Linked DNA regions of Gossypium hirsutum: region 2 is linked to region 1. The links are chromatin contacts, called in public Hi-C maps. All regions are on one chromosome and are shown on one strand. The core of a region is the stretch at or near the end of the contact, and the rest is flanking DNA. Distances in the headings are between cores, read along the strand shown. Region 1 holds the start of LOC107913836 (proteasome subunit alpha type-5). Region 2 holds the start of LOC107913843 (phosphoinositide phosphatase SAC2).

Region 1 (3,217 bases), core at 183-2,682:
ATGTGAAAAGTTATATTCATTGAATTGTTTAGAATTTTGATTAAATTGATAGAAAGTGTAAGTATTGAGGACTAAATCTATTGTTATGCTAATTAGAAAAATGTTACATCAGTTGACCATTTAACCGAGAGTGACCAAAACAGAAATAATCTAAAAACATCAGTGACAAAATTGAAATTTTTTATAATTTGATGACCAAAACAAAAACACGTTAATAATTAGGTAATTAATTATACACTTTTCCCTTTTTAAACATATCTAAACTAACCTCGGATGTCAAGTGATATTAAGGTTTTGATAAATCATTGAAAAAAATTAGATCAACTAAAAAATTAATATTTTCCACAATTTTTTAATGAAAAAGTGTGAATTTTTTAAAATTATTTTTATTTTATTTTATTTTAACTTTATCTTTTAAATATTTTATTTTTAAAATTATATTTATAAAATAATTTATTTATATTCCATCTTTAATTTCAAAAATATACCAAACAAAATTTACAACTTAAATTTAATAATTAATTTTTTAACGCTTATTTTTTTCTATTTAAAATTTCAATTTATTAATAAGGGAATGAATTATCCAACGAAGTCAAAGCCTAAATTCTTGGACTATGGGTAGATCTCTTTCTCAATAAATGAGTTGAAGATTGAAACCTGCCCAATCTGTTGACGATAATTCTCTTTTAAGAAATAAGCTAAAATTCATTTAAGCGGTTGGATATTTGAAAATAAATCTGAACCGTTAAAACATGCCAACTCAGCATTTATATAACCTTAAACTACAAGTTAAATTATTGCCTCCTTTGGTTAAAAAATAATTAATACAAATATAAATTTAAAATTAAAATATTTTTAAAATAAACGATAAAAATTTTCTTCTTCTATATTAAAAGTAAAGTAGGAAGTGGCTAAATATTATTAATTAAATTAATTTATTATTAATTCATATATTAAAATATGTGTAAATCTCTACTAAACATGTCTAAAAAATAATATATTGCAATTTGTGGTCAATATTTACCCCTTAATGAATTTACCGAATATAGAGAATTAGTTATTGGACTCGCTCTAATAAATGTATTGGGAAACTAAAAAAAATCTAGTAAGCTAATAAAAATAATTAAATAATAGATATGATTAAAGAGATTAAATATGAAAATAAAATAAATAATTTTTTTAAGAAAACTTTAAAATATCAATTCAATCCCTCCCTACTATTTTTAGCGTAACAAACCGATCCCATTATCAAAACATTGATCCGAACCTTAGAAATTCAAAAAACAAAAAAGAAATGTAAGGGAATGGGCTATCTAACAAAGTCAAAGCCCAAATAAATGGTAAGGGAATGATATCCAACAAAGTCAAAGCCCAAACTATTGGGCGTATGGATTGCTTATGATTTATGATTTATTCACGTCCTGAAACGCAGCCGTTTTACAGGCTGTCTTGTTTCGCAAGAAGTCTAGAGTACTTTAAGAAAAGCTCTTTCTTTTCGCTCAGTTGCTCTCTCTTAATACTCTCTTCACAAGTAAATCATCTTTCTCTCTTTTTTCTTTTTTCTTTTCAAGTTAATTTTCTTTTCAGAAATAAGCTAAAAAATTGTGGGTTTTTTTGTTCTTTAGGGTTTTGTTAGATCTAACATCCAATCGATCCAAGATGTTTCTCACCAGGTACCATAGCAAAACATATTGGTTCCTCATCAAGTTTTTTTTTTCTTTTTTTTTAAATAATGATTTGGTGATTGGTCTATGAAGGACTGAGTATGACCGTGGGGTGAACACATTTTCTCCGGAGGGAAGATTGTTCCAGGTAGAATATGCTATTGAGGCCATCAAGGTAAAATCCTTTTTTGCTATTGTGTCCTTTTTTGTTTTATAAATTTTTGGGATGCTTTGATTTTAATGGGTTTTTATTAATTGAACTACAGCTGGGTTCAACTGCAATTGGGTTAAAGACGAAAGAAGGTGTTGTGTTGGCTGTCGAGAAGCGTATTACTTCGCCATTGTTGGTCTGTACTCTTACTTGATTTAATACCATTACATTTGCAGATTATTTTTCCTAAAAAGGGTTTTTTTAATCCCCTTTTGCTTTAATTTGTTATGAATTGTTTGCTAAAATGCAATTTAAGGATATGTTTTTTAAGGTGTGGAGTTCCATTTGGAGAATGAGGTTATCGCTAGCTCTTAGGGATATAAGGAGTATCTTTTGACCTACGACCTACTCTTCAGTTGCAAGCATGTCAATATGTTTATTAATAGTCAATACCCTAGAATTGAAAATCTGGGTCCAATCGACGGAGTTTGCTATTGTCGACTCGCATAATGTGATAGACAGTATGCTGGTTCTATGTGATGTAATGAAATGTCTAAGACATGTCAAGTATTCTATCCAACTAGTTATTGCCTTTTTTTTTTCTTCTCTGTATGCTGCTTGATTCTCCCTAAGATTCCTTCACCTGCCACATCTTTACTTAAGACTTACAATTGAAGCTACATTCTTCTTAAAAATGACACTTGACGTCCAGCACGTAGCATGTGTTGCATATAGTAGATTTTGTGGGATGTAGATTATTGCAACTTCTTCCCAGCCTCATAAGTACTGGACTCTCTTTCAGGAGCCCAGCAGTGTTGAGAAGATTATGGAAATTGATGAACATATAGGATGTGCTATGAGTGGCTTGATTGCTGATGCCCGTACACTTGTTGAACATGCACGAGTTGAGACTCAGGTACCGTAGTTGTTATTTCCTACCCTTTGATATGAAATTTTTTTGCAACTTTATGCTGATAACTTCTACGGTCACACAGAACCACAGATTCTCATATGGCGAGCCAATGACTGTAGAGTCCACAACACAAGCTCTTTGTGACCTGGCCCTTCGATTTGGTGAAGGAGATGAAGAATCCATGGTATGGTTGCATATAATTTCTATACATAGTTATAGAAATTTTAAGCTCCTTTTTCATGATGCTTTTTGCTCATTTTAGTAAGCAATAAACAAAGGGCCACAGCCAGTATGACTTCTACAATTGTGCATTTAGTTTCTTTTTTCATATGATACAGAATTCTATCCATGACATTACTTTTTAAGTGCTTATTTACATGTCATATTGTTTTCCTATGCAGTCCCGTCCATTTGGGGTGTCTCTTCTCATTGCTGGTCATGATGAGAATGGGCCTAGCTTGTAAGTATCAGATGAGTTTTCGTTATGTT
Region 2 (3,217 bases), core at 355-2,854, 140 kb before region 1:
GGTGGAGTCTTCAAGAACAGTTAGTTCAGAAGGATCTAATCGATCAATCTTTAATATCCTACAAAGAGTTCCGCTCTTGTCTCTTCCAACCATATAGAAGTTCTGTTATACCAGGAATATACAAATGTTCCATTAATATCATGTAATGAAGATGGAAACTGCATAATAATAGCTCAAAGAATTTGGGGGCGGGAGAGTGAAAAGAAACTTAAAACAAAAGCAGCAGCAGCAACACTCCTATCAGCATCATAGAGGGAAACAGGAAAATATATATCTTATAAGTGTAGAACTTGCTCCAAGCATAAGGACTATTTCTACAGAAGTAGCTCCAAGCACATAAACAGTCACTGCCCATGATCTCAGGAGTAATGAACCGCTTTATGAGATTAAAACCGAGAAAAAAGAAACAGTAACACTTCATCAGAGTTGAATCCATTTAAAGAGAATATTATGAACCTATTCATTAAGTGAAGACTTTCTCCTGCTAAGCTGAATTCAGAATACTAAAAAGTTTGAGTAATACGTGTTGAATATAAAAAGAATTTTGAAATGCAAATTCAACCAAACCGCTCCTTAGAATAACAAGCCAAAAAAAGAGGTTGACAACAGAAGCTAAACCGCAATCAGACTTCCTATTGCCAATTACCAGTTCAATACGCATTCAAAAGCCAAAAAAAATCTCAGTCAGACTAACAAATACAATATAAAGAACAAGTAAATCAAGATCTCGGCAATTATAACCAAACTCGCAAAAGAAATTATAAACCCATAGATAAATACAATCAAACTTTAAATAAAGAAAAAAAAAATCAACCATCCCAACATCAAGCTAACCATTGAGAAAAACAGAGCAAATCACAGAGCAGCTACCAGTTAAAGCTGAAAATCAAATACACTCAAATTACATATATGACGATTTAGTTAAAAAATCGCCAAAAAGATTAAACAGCCGCAGGGGAAAAAAAAGCAAAAAAAAAAATCATAGCGTGATAAACATATAAGCAACTACAATGACGAAATTCAAATCCTTAAACCAACAGCCCGTATACACAAGCATACGAATATATGAAGCAAAACGAGTATGTATATACGACAGGGAGAGGAAAAATACCGAGCGAGTCTCGTAGAGTCTGAATTTCTGCAAATAGCAAGGATTCGGATCTTGTCCACCATCACTGCAATTCTCGGCTGCCATTAGCTTTTCGGATCCCGTGTTCCCCGAGCCTCAAAGCTCGGGTTCACTCAAGATACAGATCACCGAAGAACCACGGAAGGGAAAAAAAAAAAACCTCTCTCGATTTACAAAAATGAATCTATCTATATATTTAATATATACGGGTAAAAGCGTAGAAAATTATGAATAAAAATAAGCGTCACAAATTCACAATTCACAGTCCAACCTGAACAACAAGAAAACAGCTATGGAAAAAAAGAAACTAAATAAATAAGAAATAAAGATAGTATGAATCTGCGAGAAAACGGCGCGTCTTGTTGAAGAGAAGGAGGGAGAGATCGAGAAGAAGAAGAAGCAGAAGAGAACCGTACAGCTAATGGAGAATGGAAGACCACAAAAATAAAACCAAAAAATAATAATATAACGTGCAACTCTAAATAAAAAAAAATTCTAAAAAAATATATAAATTGCGAGGTAAGTGCTGTTTTAACTTTCTAATTAATTTTTTTCAATATAGCAATCGTCCACAGTAACTTACGTTTTGAATTGATATTGTTTTTTTTTTTTTTCCGCTAATGATTGTTTGACTCGGCTGTTATGACTCGGACATATGGTCGTTTTGACTCGGTTGAACCGCTCGCGTGGATGAATCTGGTGTATACCAGCCTACTGATTCAAAGTTAAGATCTTTAGATCACCAGGTTTTTAATTATTCTAAAAATAAATTAGCATGATAAAAGTAGTTTTTTTTATTTTTATTACAAAATTAATTTAGTTATTTAATCTTATTAATAAATTAGCTTTTTCTTATAAATCTATTCTTAAACATGTTTGATGATTAGATTAGATTAGTTTTTTTTAGTACTTAATGTTGAAATTCTTAAATTGATTTTCTTTTAAAAATAAATTTATATTTGAAATAAATTATCTTTTTTTTTAAATATATATTTAAATTATCATATTTAACCTTGGTCCAAAACTTATGAAAATAACATAAAATATTATGTTATAATATTAACTTTAAGAAAAAAAATTGAATAATTTTAATTTTCTTTTTTTAGTAATTTATCTTTTCAAATATAAATTGAGTACAAATAATTCAGCCATTAATTTTACATATTATATTATAAATTGACGCTAAATTATTTTTTCAAATATAGAATGTTTTTCCGAACTAAGGGTGAGTTTGGATGGGCGGTGTGTTTACCTGTGATTAGTGTAAAAACAGCAGTGGCGGTGAGATTAAATACTGTAGCGATACTGTAGCGTGAGACAAAAAGTGAACTAAACGCAACGCACCCAATCACCTATCCAAACCCACCCTAAGTAACTAACTTCGATGTCTTTAATGTTATATTATAAATTGACACTAAATTAATTTTTCAAACGTAGAATGCTTTTCCGAACTACGTAATTAACTTCGATGTTTTTAATATGATATTATAAATTGACACTAAATTGTTTTTTCAAACTAGAATGCTTTTCCGAACTACGTAATTAACTTCAATATCTTTAATATTATATTGTAAATTGACACTAAATATTTCATATGTGTCGTTTAAAATTTAATTGGATTTAAAATTAAGTGAAGGGATTAAAATTAAGGATAAAAAATTTATATTTATATTTTATATTTATCAAAAAGTTTAGTTTTTTAATACTTAATATTAAGTAACATACTAAATATATTTTAATACTTAATTTTTAGTTGTATTAAACAACAACTAAATGGTATAAAGTTAGGTTTAATTATGTCGGAATAAATTATATTCGGATGATCATAAAGAAACATAATTTTTAGGCACTAATAAAATAATGTCATGTGATTAAATTTTAAAGATAATAAAGTATTATTATACACTCATCTATATTTAATATCTTCTCCAACTTAATTTAACTTTAATTAAAGTAATTAAAATAATTAATTTTTAAAATTATAAACAAACATCTTTTCTTCTTTTACAAATTTTTATCATTTTTTTTCATAAGTTAGTATTTTTATTTTTTGTGCAACCAATTTTTTAAGGAAAAATTAGTAATTTT

The links. Hi-C and Micro-C count contacts between places; a contact is called where the count stands out from the background.
Region 2: a contact with region 1 is called in a Hi-C map of leaf, with 1.7 times the contacts expected there. The contact joins the promoter of LOC107913843 here to the promoter of LOC107913836 in region 1. A contact is called at or near these places in 2 of 34 Hi-C or Micro-C datasets (anther and leaf).

Annotation. Positions count from the first base shown.
Region 1 is chrD10:4,771,056-4,774,272 of Gossypium_hirsutum_v2.1, reverse strand. It overlaps LOC107913836 (proteasome subunit alpha type-5), which reads left to right and starts at 1,432. Exons shown (of 10, transcript XM_016842484.2): 1 at 1,432-1,531; 2 at 1,626-1,673; 3 at 1,758-1,839; 4 at 1,931-2,011; 5 at 2,618-2,731; 6 at 2,811-2,912; 7 at 3,130-3,188. The coding sequence starts at 1,660.
Region 2 is chrD10:4,912,846-4,916,062 of Gossypium_hirsutum_v2.1, reverse strand. It overlaps LOC107913843 (phosphoinositide phosphatase SAC2), which reads right to left and starts at 1,604. Exons shown (of 16, transcript XM_016842493.2): 1 at 1,112-1,604; 2 at 1-102. The coding sequence starts at 1,195.